2 separate regions of the Hordeum vulgare genome follow, and region 2 is linked to region 1. Evidence: chromatin contacts called from public Hi-C data. All regions are on one chromosome and are shown on one strand. Each heading gives the region's core, a stretch centred on a gene start, on an enhancer-like site or on the middle of the called end of the contact. The rest is flanking DNA. Distances are from core to core; before and after follow the strand shown.

Region 1 (6,801 bases), core at 817-3,316:
ATGACATGTCACTCGTGAAAAATGTTTTACATGTTCCAAAATAAAAATCATGATGCGACTAAGGTGCAAAAGCAATTTGGCTTTCGTGTGAGCTCGAGCAATTAGTTTTGGTGTGTCCTGAATTTGTAGTCTATTTAGTGCAACTATTTTATTTTTAACAAGGCACATAAAGCGATTAGGTTTGCTCTTAAGTTTTGTTTTATTTTGTAGTTTGTGAAATTCGGTGTAATATAATCTCCCATGACACACTGCAAGATCCTACTAGCTCACAAAAAAGAGCCCATGTATATTTTTAGGGAATTATAAGAGCTAATTGTTGATTGATTTTGAGACAACTCACAACTGGCATGGTTTGTGCAACATTTAAAAAAAAGACTAGATAAGTACAAGATAACCAAAACATCTCAAGATAACGAAATACCATTATAATATATACACTTGTCATAGTAAATAACTAAGGTGGACAAAAGAAATACCATTGTTTTGTGCAACTATTCTTTTTCGCAAGGTACATAAACTATGATATTTGGTTTTGTCTACAAGGTACATAAGTGAAATACCGTTATTTTGTGATCTAAGAGATTTGCTATTAAGTTTATTTTCTTGTAATTTTTGGAAATTCACTGTGATATGACTCCCACACTACACTGCAAGATCCTACTAGATTACAATAAATGATATTTTATTAGAAGAGTTGTTGTATAGTTTTGTGCAGCTTTGAAAAGAAGCTTGAATAAGTATAATATAACCTCAGCATCACACTAGAAGACAAAACCAATACCAATATAATAAGTATACTTGTCATAAGAGGACAACTAAGTTGGCTAAACCGACCTCCAGCTAGCACATTCGGCCGATGCAAAAACCCATTCAAAAGCTTCTCCATTTTTCTAGACAACGATTTTACGTCGAGGAAACAATTTTGAAAACGCCAGCATTAATTACCTTCATTGTATTGCATATTTGCACGAGTTAACCATGACAAGCATGGATAACGCTTTTCGTTAGGTTCGCCGAGGAAATTTCTCTTGATTATCTTCATGAACGAGGCCATTCCTTTTGTTTTTCCAACTGTTTCTTTGATAATAAGTTATTAGTTGATGTTTTTCCCATTTTTAAAAAATAGCACGACAACCTGTACATATGTTTACCCTTCAATCAAATCTTGCACGTGTCGAGCACTCCAGGTCACACATCAATGGCAAAAATGTTGAACATGTTCCAAAATAAAAAGCGGTATGCCAAACGGTGCTAAAGCAATTTGGCTTGCTTGGGCAGTTAGTTTGGGTCAGTGGCGGACCTAGAATCTCACGTTTGGGGTGCCACATTTCTAAGTTAACACTACGTAGTATCAATAAATAGTACGTATAAAAATAGCATCACTTTGATAACCGTATTTAGTGTTAAGTACAAAGAAAATACTAATGCAAAACAAAGTCAAGTTTAATTTAAAAATAATTGAAAACTATTTTAATTTTTTAATTAATTATTAAAAGAAATTCTCATATAGATGCATATACAACCACGAACCAAAGTGTATTTCGCAGCCGATGCATGTTTTTTTTTTTGAAACTGATGCATGGTTTGTTTGTGCGGCAGTTTTGAAAGAAGCCGAGATAAGTAGTACGTACAGTACAAGATAACCTCAGCATCACATGACAAACGCATATACCGATAGAATAAGCACACTTGTCACGGCAAATAAGCAAGGGCGTCCAAACCGACCCCGAGGCTGGCTGGCGCAAACGGCCCGTGCAAACGACGAGCGAAATAGCCCCTCAGGCCAGGACAAGGACGGGAACAAAGAAAGAAAGAAAATTGTTTCACGAGGAGCAAGGATAATTTTATACCACCACCACCAACGCCGCCAATCAGACCCGGCACGGCAGGGGGCGGCGAGCGAGGGATAGATAGATACGCGGGAGACGTGCGGGCGTAGAGGCAGAGAGAGTGGGAGAGAGAGGGAGGGAGGGAGTGAGTCCACCTCAGCTTCAGGTGAGCTGGCCGGTGGCCGCTGGGGCATTTTCTATTTCTGAGGCCTGCCCGGTTTCCAATTCCGACGAGCCAAAACAGACGGAGGGGAAAGCGGGACGGAAGAGAGAGAGAGAGAGGGGGGGAGAAAAAAATGGAGGAATAAAAGGGGAAAGAAATAAAGCGAGAGGAGAATCCCAATTCCCCAAGTAGTACGCACGAGAGGAGAGGGGGAGGGGAGGGAGGGAAGGAGTACAAGAGAGGAGAGAGAGGAGGCGGGGGGCGAGGCGAGGCGAGGAGAGGAGAGGAGAGGGGCAGCGGCAGAGGGCTGCAGCAGGGGCAGAAGCATTAGAAGGGGCAGTTGTAACCAAGTGGCAGCAGTAGATAGAGCCATCTATCTATCTCTCTCTCTACAGGTATAAATCCTTCCTTGCTTCTTCGCTCGCTTCCTTGCTTGCTTGCTCGCTCGCTCGCGCATCTGGTAGGAGGGGGGCAGAAGGGGGGTTGGTGGCGGTGGCGGTGGCGGTTGGGATTTCGAGGGCGGAGCGGCGATGGGGGCGCGCTGATTGGGCCGCCGGCCGCGATCTTTCAGTCGAGGTTTTCTTGGTTGGGCGTGATCTCCCTCCCTCCCTCCCATGAGTTCGATTTGCTGTTAGGTGATGATTCTTCTTTTTTGCCCCCCCCCCCCCCCCCCCTTCCTGCGCGTGTTCTTCCCTTTCTGTTGGATTGGATGGAGCCGCCGTCCGCCGGGATTCGCGTCGCCTGGGCGGGTGGAAGGGAGGTTTGGTTTGGTTTGGTTCTGGGGCGGGACGATTTGGGGGGGGGGGGGGGGGGGGGGGGCGGGCGGCGGATCGAGTGGGTTCTCGCCGGAAGATTCGATTTTTTTTCCGCCTTGTTTTTATTCACGCGCTCTCCTCAGATCTCAAATGCCCCCTGTTCCTGATCCGTTTCTTCTCGCCGATTTCCTCCCTCCCCTGTTGATTCCATTCTTATTGCAGATCGCGGCTAGGAGATCAGCGAGCGCGCTCCCTTTCCGGATCAATCTCGTCCGAGAAGATAGCAGGCCGTACGGGAGCAGCAAGCAAGGGGGGAGGAGGGGAGGCCATGATGCTGGAGGGCAAATCCTGCCTCGTCTCGCGCTCCCTGCCCAGCTACTGCGAGCCGGAGTCCGAGTGGGCGTTCCTCGCCCGCGAGGTCTCCGTCATCAGCGGCGGCAAGCGCCCCGCGCCGGAAGACTTCGGCGCGGAAGACATGGAGGAGGCGGACGGCGGCGGCGGCGGCAGCAGCGGGAAGCGCAGCAAGTCGCCTTCCCCGCAGCCGCACACGCCGGATATCACCGAGAGCCACGGCTCCAGCCGCCACGCCTCCTCAGGCGGCGGAGGTGGGGAGCAGCAAGGCTCTGGGGCCAATCTTATTGGTGAGATTGGTCGCGACCTCTCCATCAACTGCCTCCTCCGGCTCTCCAGGTCGGACTATGGCTCCGTGGCCTTCCTCAACAGGGACTTCAACTCCCTGGTGCGCAACGGGGAGATCTACCGCCTGCGGCGGCAGAATGGCATCGCCGAACATTGGGTCTACTTCTCCTGCAATGTCCTGGAGTGGGACGCCTATGACCCCTACAGAGAGCGCTGGATCCAGGTGCCCAAGATGCCACCGGATGAATGCTTCATGTGCTCCGACAAGGAGTCCCTGGCCGTGGGCACCGAGCTGCTTGTCTTTGGGATGGCACACATTGTGTTCAGATATAGCATCCTGACCAATTCGTGGACAAGGGCTGATCCCATGAACTCTCCTCGGTGCTTGTTCGGATCAACAAGCGTTGGTGAGAAGGCCTATGTCGCTGGAGGCACCGATGCTTCTGGAAAGATACTGAGCTCTGCAGAGATGTATGACTCTGTGACACACACTTGGACACCCCTTCCCAGCATGAATAGGGCTAGGAAGATGTGTTCTGGTGTGTTCTTGGATGGCAAGTTCTATGTGATCGGTGGTGTTACCAACAACAACCAGGTCCTGACATGTGGTGAGGAATATGACTTGAATCGGGGGTCATGGAGGGTTATTGAGAACATGTCTGAGGGCCTCAATGGAGTCACTGGTGCTCCTCCACTCATTGCAGTTGTCAACAATCAGCTCTATGCAGCTGATTACAGTGAGAAGGATGTCAAGAAGTATGACAAGCTGAATAATAAGTGGATCGCTCTTGGGAAGTTGCCCGAACGGTCTGTGTCGATGAATGGATGGGGCCTTGCTTTCCGAGCCTGTGGTGACCGGCTGATTGTCATTGGAGGCCCAAGGACTTCTATTGGTGGCATCATTGAGCTTAATTCATGGGTTCCGGATGAGCAACCGCCGGTGTGGAATTTGGTTGCCACACGGCAATCCGGGAACTTCGTGTATAACTGCGCCGTGATGGGTTGCTGAGTCCACTGAATAAAGATTGGATGCAGTGGATATTTATGAAGGATGATAGTATGCACAAAGGCGGCCTGTTCAATTGCTCCAGCCCTGATTCTTCGTAGCGATTTATGCCTTCTGCCCGGTTTCAGACTTTAACTGGACATCTGCTGAGCGGCAGCACTCATGTAACCCTTGAGTTCTAATACTTCTGTTTTCCTTGCTAATCCATTTCTACATTTGCAATTTGGATCAACAGCTCGTGATTTCAAAGATACGAGACTATGCAAAAACAGTGTTATATTAATAATCTAGAAACAACTTCCAGAATGCCTATCACTGTTGATGATGACCAACCTGTTAAGCAATACTTGATTTATCCAGTTTGGCTGCACCTAGGGCATGTTTATAAATTATGAATGCCGTGCATCATATTCACTGCTATGTCTCTTATTCGTCCAGTTTGCTTCATGATATGCTTTTCTGCATTGTGTTATCAGCTTGTATGTTGGTAATGATATGTTCTTTTCCTGGTCGTGAATTTGTATGATTTATATGCTATTAGATGCATCATATTGTTCTACTTTTAGTTTGTGATGGTTCGACTCGGTGTTTTAGTTCATGTTTCCATGAACTGATGTTTGAGTTGGTCAACTGAGTAGAGTTCAAGTTATTTTGTTTCTGATGGAGTGTCGAAGCAAGAGTAGTTGTCAAAACTGGATCACTTTACTGGTCATTTAGTGAAGTTTCCTGGGAATTATGCTTGTATTGTCAATCCTTCTACCTGTAGTTGTTGCTAGCCTAGAAATAAGTCTCCTCATAGTTTCTTCTTGCTAGCCTATAAGTAACTCTCCTCATAGTTTCTTGGTCATTGAATTATTTCCTAGAGCAATAGGGCAAAAAACTCTAGCTGATTGATTCTGCATGTTCTGTTCTAGCTATTTCAGCAAATTGATATTATCCTCTATTAGCAATGCTGCAATAAGAGAATATATATAGGTTAAAAGGAAACGAGGCATTTGCAACTGTGGTTTTTTAATCTTTTGAGTGGGTTATATCTGTCTGACCGACCATTTGTTTGAACTGTATTTGTGATCATAGTGCATACATTCTTCCTTCTCTTTTGGTCATTTAGATTTGCATACACGCTTCTTTGGAATGGGAGTCGAATGGTGGTGCACTGCAAGTTCAGATGGCGGCCCTTGCGGTATATAAAAGGAGCTTGTGTAATCTGTCGACGTCACCTCTTACAGAGTTACGGACATATATATCTGCTGAAAGAAAGAAACCTTGTAGATCCTGCCATTTGGAGCAAGAACAGGGTTGTGAGCAGAGCAGAGGATTGCTGCACTCTTTTATACATCATCTTGCACAATGTGGCAACCTTTTGTTCTTCTTCCATGAGTGACAGAACATTTTGGTCGTGCTAGAAACTTGTTTCGGAGCACCAACACGTTTGTTTGTTTGTTTAAAATCATCACAGATCTTGTTTGTGTTGTCATGTTTGTTTTCTTACTGCAAGCCCATATTTTGTTGAGACGAAGCAAAGCTGAAATTTTCAGTGGAGCTGCATGCGCTTTGAGGAGTGAATTCGCAGGCACGCGCTGGTGAGGTTTGCTTCCCGCCGTGACGTGTTCCTTGCAAGGCAGAGCAGGCGTGGAGAGGTAGAAGAAGCACACGTGCCGATCGATGGTGAATTGGCATTCTTTCTCTCTGAGCCAGCCACAGTGTGTTCCCATCGACTAGTCATCGGGTCAGGTCACCGAAGCTTTTCGCCCCGTCAGGTCGAGTCCGGTGGCAGCAGCAGCAGCAGTACGAGCCGACGCTACACCTACACCTACGCATACCGCCGTTTTGTTCCCCGGGCAACTTGGCAGGTGACCCAGCCCGACACAACTCTGCCGCCGAGGGAAGACTCGCTGACCCGTCCCTGCAAAAGGGAAAACACACGAGGAGAAAAACGTTCCTCCTCTCCTCTCCTCCAGAGAGAGCACGCACGAGGACGCTTTGCTTTGCTGCCTGGACTGGAAGAAATCATCATCATTCATGATTCATCAGCCTCCGTGCTGCGTTGCGTACTTGCGTGAAGCTTCCTTCCTCTGACCCCCGGAAGGAAGGCTAGCAGCAGCACAGCAGTACTGGTAGCAGCCTACGCCCCTCTCGCTTGGATGGACGGATTCCTCCTTGAGCGTGGTGGTGGAGGTGGAAGCGGAAGCGTACGTCTCGTGCCTCCTTTACAGCGCTGCATCCGCTTGCGTTGCGTCGCGGCGGTACTACCACCACCTTTTTCCCTTCTTTCTTGTGCTGGAGAGCGCGGGGGTCTCCAATAATTTCAGCCGTGGCCGTCGCTGTTGCGCCGTTCCGGGCATCCAGTTCTGTCGTGCGCGCCGCTGCAACCGGCACCAGAGCTGCGTGCGAGAACCATCCACAGCA
Region 2 (7,314 bases), core at 3,825-6,324, 80 kb after region 1:
ATTTGATACCTAAATCTGTATATGGATAAACTATCCAAGACTTACTCTATATATTATGAGCTAGCTTTATAATTTAGATGACCCTGTTAACATGCTCAAAATAGCACCAGGGAGTTTTTCTCAATGTGTATTGGTAATTCCTTCTCCATTCTCTATGGTTTGAACAAAACCATCTATTAGCTCATGGGATTCTACCCTGTCGATCTTTGCTTCTAAATGTCCAAGCAATACAAGGTCACTTGGATCAAACTTAACACCAGCGGGGAGTCCTAGCCATCGTGTCAAAACCTTGAATATAAAGCATGAAGTGTAACAAAAAAATGCATAGAAATCATGATTTTTTACACCTTCCATGAAGACACAAACAAAAGCTGAGGATACCACTATTCTGGAACAGATTGTTAAATGGCATCACTAATCAGGAGTGGGGTAGGGGTACACAACGGAAAAAGCTGGTGCACACTTCGGTCGGATAGTAGAATCACATGTGTTTAGAACAAATTGGTAAAACTAGAATGAGATGTATTCAGGAACTCAAGGAGTAAAAGATGTACCCCATTTTAATTTGGGAGGGGGGCTACTATGAGATGTCTTCATATTATATTGTTAACTAGATCATGAGTGGCGCACGTTGCAGCGTCAGTCTATTTTGGCACTAAATGATATGAATCCTTGTAAATACAAAGAGACAAAATATAAATATAATTAAAATATAAAGAATTGAAAATGATCAAATAGTTTGATTTTTTTGTTTCAGAGGTTTTATTTTATTTCAGAACATGAGGCGCTCAACTCAAGTAGTAACCAAAAAAGAGAAAAATATATCCTATGCTCGGAAGAATTATTCCAATTTTACTAATGTACATGGCACGACGTGATGATATAAGGTCGTAGTTAAGAAATGAAAAATTAATAAATGCTTTCACATTGTTAGTCAAAACTAAGATTACAAAAAAATACAACTAAGAGTTAATAGCTTTGATGAAAGATAAAGAGCCATCCTTCAATCAGTGGACTAATGGTAGTACCGGAAAAAGAGAGTTGCAAATCAGGAATTGACAAAACATCAATGTATGGATTAACTCGGTACATTTACCGAGATTACACTATGCATTTTGTGAGCGGCATACTGCACACTTTATGACATGTCAAATACTCTAAAACTGAATCTAAGTTCCAAAACTTAATTGCTTTATAAGAAAATCATGCATGTGTGCATCTCGGATGAATGATCATCATGGTACCTACGAATATGTGTACATAGTATCAGTTATATCATTTCTGAACAAGCCAACACACAAATACCTTATTAAGTAGAGCACACAACTTACTTGTAATGAAACACAAGAATTCATGCAATGTTTTGGAAGTAATCTGATCTGAAATGGTAATGCATAACCATTGCTTGACCTCACAATACATCAAAACCTCCATTAACTTCCTTGCAGCCCTACTTGGATTGGTATCTAGTTCGACACCTATAGGGTTGCACGCTGCACTACTTTTGTAGGTGAATGAAATTTAATTTTAAAAGCATAACTGAGAGGTTATAGTATAGTCCAAGAGACCATTATGCAACCACGTGTCATAGTCTTGGGACTGACATGTAAAAATTACCAAAAATGATACACATTCTCTTGTACTTCGCCAATTATGGTATTTCCATGCAAATAATTTCGTTCCACATGACAATGGAACTAAGAGTGGGTAAAAATAAAATATTTAAAATCGCATGGATGTGTCAAGTGAAAGCAAAATATACCATGCCACCATTTAAGCATGAAGTAGGATGAGTTTTTTCTTTCACTCCTTTCATACAAAAATTATGATTTTGACCTTAGCGAAGATGAATTCAAAGTAACCTTATGTTCGAACCTCTATCATGTATCATTAATTGAACTTGTTATCTCCCACACATCGAAATATGATTCCTAAAATAGATTTATGTCATAGTATAACGAGGCTATTTAGGAAGACAATTGGCAAGATGATAACAAAAACAACACATCACACGTGCCTTACCGAATTGAGTTTCTAAACTACAGATACCACATTCATAACATTGATGTATGTACCATTAACTATTTAACATGAATACATCTCATTCTAGCCCCGCCCCCAATAAAAATCTGGTACATCTTGTACTCCCTCTGCTCCGCCACACATCCCAATATATTTTGTGAATTTTATTAGAAATACAAGTAACTGTATGATTCGAATGGACTATGCACCACCTTTTTCCCATTGTATACCCGCTCTCTATTTCCAATCTTTCATAGTAGAACACACCATCCAAGAATAATTCACGACCATCTGTTCCTGCATAGTGGCATAGTGATTTTTAATTTGTATCTTGGTTATAGGTGTAAAACGTCATGGTTACTAGCATATTTTGTTTGCACTTCATGGTTTATATTTCATGTTTCATCCCTATGCCCAGGAGTCCCTTTTGGTGTTAATTTTGACCCAACTGAACTTATACTACTTGGACAGTTACAAGAAAGATTGGTAGGGCAAAATCTCATAAACTAATAGATAGTTTTATTCCAACCATTGAGAAGGTGGAAGGAATATGCTATAGAGATCCAAAAAATCTACTCTTACATGATTCTTATTTCGCACATGCTATTAGGGCCTTTTAAACTAAATACCTAGCTCATAGTTTCTTGAGTAAGTTCTAGCTAGTTCATTCATATACTGTGACGCCCTCGATTTAATCGTACGCTAGTCATACACGCAAATGCGTACGATCAAACTCAAGGACTCACGGGAAGATATTAAACACAACACTAGACACAAATAAAATAATACAAGCTTCATATTACAAGCAAGGGGTCTCGAGGACTAGAATACGGAAGCTCGATAAACACACGAGTCAGCGGAAGCAACAATATCTGACTACACACATAAAACATGGGGTGCCTTAGAGAAGGCAAGCACAAAAGAAACACGATCGAACGAGGCGAGGCCTCATGCCTCGGAACCTCCTAAACTAATCTTGCTCTTCAGCGGCCTCCACGAAGAAGTCACCAACGCGGGGAGGGGGGGCAGGCGTCGGCAGGAAACTCCACTCGTGGGCTCCATCGTCTGGTTGCAGCAACGGATCAAGGGGACAAAGGGGGAGCCAAGCAATGGTGAGTACTCATCGAAAGTACTCGCAAGTCTTACATCAGAAATATTCTAAATATGCAACAGTATCGAAGAAGGGGGTGGTTATGTGTGGACTGACTGCAGCAATGCGAGATTAGAGAGAGAAGGCCTGGTCCTATGAAGACTAGCATCTTGAGGGTCTTGCAGCAATAGACGAGAGTAGATCAGGTGTAACACAAATAATAGTCATATTATTGCAGCAATATTAAAGTGAGGTCACGCCCACAGATCCTCCCTCGACTCCCTGCGAGGAAGCGATCCCAGGGCAACTAATTCCAGTTAAGTAACAATTGTAATTGTATAAGATCAGGGCACAACTCCAAGTCGTCCTGTAACGTTGGACATGGCTATTCGAATAGATAAGTTCTTCCCTGCAGGGGTGCACAACATATTCCCCGACGCGCTCGATAACACTTTGGACGGACACACTTTAATGGGTCATGACCGGCCTCGGAATGTCGAAACGTCGCAGCCCCACCTAAGCTCAACAGAGAGGCAACCCGTCGGTCTAACTCCTAAGCACAGAGGGTTTGTGGGCCCACTTTCCCTCCGCGCTCCTGCATGATGCGTGGGTGGCCGAGGTCAGTCCTAGCATCCCTTAATCACAAGCGCGATGCATCTCAAGACCACTCGGGCGCGCGCGCGCTCCATTGCTGACGTCTAAAGAGCTTCGGCTGATACCGCGACGTCGAGTACCCATAATTCTTCCCACCCAGACGGTTAGTGCGTAATAATGCCTTCCGACCAACCGAGATCAAATACCCAAATCCATTATCATTTTAATTAGGTCATCGACACAAACACGCGGGAATCCACCCGCCTAACATCTATTCATCAATGATCCCAGTAACATGATCAAGTAACTGTGTGGTTGTAACATCGGGGGGAATCCGAGGTATCACCCTCGTTGGATTCTAAACGATGTATCCGTCAAGGTGGACCTACAGGAATCACCGTCGAGGGTCCCACACTTGAGGGGTTGCACGACAGAGGCATTGTCGGAAATGGTGAAAGAGGAATCACCCTCAATAACCACGACCGACTAGCTGTACTACAGAGATATCATCAGGGGTACTTCGCGAGGTGTCACCCTCGGTACCCGATAGTATCTTTGTAGCGTCGCACAACTAAGGGGGGGGGGGTAAGTGTTGTGCCGGATCTGGCTCGTCGATGAGGGATCGAGACTTGAAAACAAAGCGGGGCAACTGGACTACAGGGTCAGAGGGGATGACTGCTCCACCTATACTAAATAGTTTAAAGTGCAGTACTGAAAGTAGCAGTTCATCAAAAATAGGTTATGCATTAGATATAGGAGCTAACTACAACAGTACGAAAATTCTAATGCAAGCAGGAGGAAGAAAGACATAGGCGATATAGGGGTGATCAAGGGGGTTTGCTTGCCTTGTTGCTCTGCAGACACATAGAGATCCTCGACATTGAAGTAGTCGATCACCGGATCAACATCGGTCTCGGGGTCTACCGGAAAGGAAAATAACGAAGGGGAAACACATTAATTAAGAGAGCAAGCAAACACACCATAAAGCATGACAAGGTAATACACCGTGCTAGGGGTGACCTAACGCAGCAACACGTGTCGCAGACGGGTCGGAAGAATATCTGACGATATTTTTCGAGTCTTTGGCTATTACCGAGCAGATAAACCTAATGCAAAATGTCCATATCCAACATGCTCCGAGCATGTGACAGATGAAGGGACACCGTATTCGGATTTATGGGATTTTTCTGAACAACTTTCATATATAAATTATTTTCATTCGAGTTGCGAATTATTTTATATGAATTTTCAGAGTTTTAACAATATTCTAGATTATCCTAATTCAAAAATAAATGTGGAAATATTTTTCTTACATGGGGCTATGCTAGCCAATGGTATGACGGTGGGGTGAGGGGTCTAGTTAGCAGTAGTTCACCAGTCAATGTTGCCTGGTCAACATGGTCAATGGGGCCGTGTGACATTGACTATATCTGAACAAATAATTTTAAACTAACTTGAATAAATGGGGTCCACTTGTCATTTGTGCATTGAACTAAATAATCAACTAACCTAATTAGAAGAGTACGGGCGAGCCGGACACACACGCACGCATATGGCCATGCTCGTCGGCTTGGCATCCTGTGTTAGCATGCACAGCACACATGCCATGATGCCCAGCGGTACAAGCAGCAACAGCAGCTGGCAGCAGCCATAGCAAGCAACAACAGCAGCTCGCAGCAGCCATAGCAAGCAGCAATACCCAGCAACATCCAGCGACAACACCATGCGGCAGCAGGCAGCAGTAGCCAATGGCAACAGCAGCGGCAAGACGGGAGCAGCAGTGGCCAATGGCAACAGCAGCGGCAAGCAGGAGCCAGCAGCGGAGCAGCAACGCAGTGAAGCCCGCAACAGCTCAGCGCGGCAAGTGCACGCGCCAGAATCACGGGCGACGAGCGCGGCCGTGGGCGCGGGGCTGCGCGAGCACGGGGCGGGGCGTGTACGCGGACGGCTCAGCATGAGGCGGTCGCGACAACTTCGGACAACATCAGCAGGTGCACGGGCAGCCAAGGCAGCAAGCACAGAGCATGTACGTGCTCGTACGTGTACGTTCGGACGAGCTCGGGGACGACAGCTATGGCCACGGATCGAGGAGGAGACAAGGGGAATGGGGGTGCCGCTCACAGGGGAAGGCGGCGGCCGTAGTTGAGGAAGACGACGTCGATCCCGGCGATGTAGAGGCATAGAGCTCGAGGTGGTGGTCGTAGACGACGTAGAGGAGGCCGACGGAGTTGCAGGACATGGACTCCGGGCACGGGGTCGACGGAGGGCGCGAGCTTCACGGTGAGGCGGCCATGGGGTCGTGAACGTCGACGGGTGTGAGCGAATGGGGCCTCCTAGCTCGAGCCCTTCCGCGTGGGGATGAATTCGACGACGACGAAGGTCCTGGACATGGTCTCAGTCGATGGGGAGGTCGTTGGTCGCGAGGACGGTGATGGCCATGGCGGCTGCAGCCACGGGCGTGCTTCAGATTGAGGGACAGAAACGAGGAGGAAGGTTGAGGGGATTAGGGTTCGTGCACGGGGTTGGGGTGGGTCTTATCTACCCTGGGGACTCGTTGGATGCTCGACACGAAGGCAAGGATGGCCATGGAGGCGGAGATGGCCGCCACGCACAGGTTCTGCCTCCTCTGTGTACAGAGGAGGAAGAAAAGGGCTCTGATGGGTTTGGGTCTTGCACTGGAGCAACATAGGGTCCACATGCGCAATAGCTTTTTAATATTTTCCTGTTCTTTTACTGTATTTATTTTTCTCTCCTGTTTTCTATTTTTGTTGTACCAAACAAATTTTGTTGCATATGAAACTTGTCACATAATTACTAGAGAATATATTAAGCTAGTACAAAAAGTTTGAGCCCAATTTTAATTGATTTGAATTATGTTAGGATTTAGATAGGCCACTTAGGTGTTGTTGGTTTAATTCAAAAATAGATAAGGGCAACTTTTATGTTTCAAATGATGTTGTTTTCTTATTGAAAATTACTTGGGGAATATTTGCAACTCAATCATGATTTTTATTTTATAGTTTTAATAAATAATTTATTTGACTTAAATTTTAATGTTAATTTTGTTTTGTTTTTTGTCAAGTGGCAATTTGGCTTAGCTAATCTTGATGACATGGCACCATTAGCATGTGATTACTGTAGCTTGATTACAGGGTTACTGTAGCCTAATCCGGGATGTCAGAACTCTCCACCACTAAAAGAAGTTCTCGTCCCGAGAATTAAGGGGTAGAGGTAAGGGGGAAACGTTTGGTTACGAAATTCTAACGAGTCTTCTCGGTCTTGTTTGTTCTTCCCCATGAAATTTATCCTTTTCGTTGAAGTCTTCAATTCTCTGTCTCGTGTCATCCTGATGAAGTCGCCATCCTTCCTTCGGGATTTTCATCGCCCTACGAATGGGATAATAGGGAAAACTTTGGAAGAACGTAGCTACACAAAGTTGGGCATCTGCCAGCGAACTCATAGAAGAGGACATGAATTATTCCTCAAGTTGTAACTCACGGAATTCATTGGAAATAATACGTGATGATACAAAGGTTTCGAACGATTAGGCAACCGTTTGATGCCTAAACATATATGAAAAAGGGGGTTTAGAGCAATGAACATGAATA

Evidence for each region. Hi-C and Micro-C count contacts between places; a contact is called where the count stands out from the background.
Region 2: a Hi-C map of leaf shows a contact between it and region 1, with 2.1 times the contacts expected there. The contact joins the enhancer-like site here to the promoter of LOC123449568 in region 1. A contact is called at or near these places in 2 of 6 Hi-C or Micro-C datasets (leaf and seedling).

What each region holds. Positions count from the first base shown.
Region 1 is chr4H:565,410,368-565,417,168 of MorexV3_pseudomolecules_assembly, forward strand. It overlaps LOC123449568 (F-box/kelch-repeat protein At1g74510-like), which reads left to right and starts at 2,067. Exons shown (of 2, transcript XM_045126836.1): 1 at 2,067-2,387; 2 at 2,970-4,698. The coding sequence starts at 3,076. The coding sequence ends at 4,395.
Region 2 is chr4H:565,487,272-565,494,585 of MorexV3_pseudomolecules_assembly, forward strand. No RefSeq gene overlaps it. Among protein-coding and RNA genes, the nearest start is that of LOC123450765, 55 kb to the right of the region's middle. Within about 2 kb of position 5,075, at least 1 of the 3 cell types and tissues checked has open chromatin away from gene starts, as enhancers often do. A contact at or near this core is called in leaf, where this site is marked.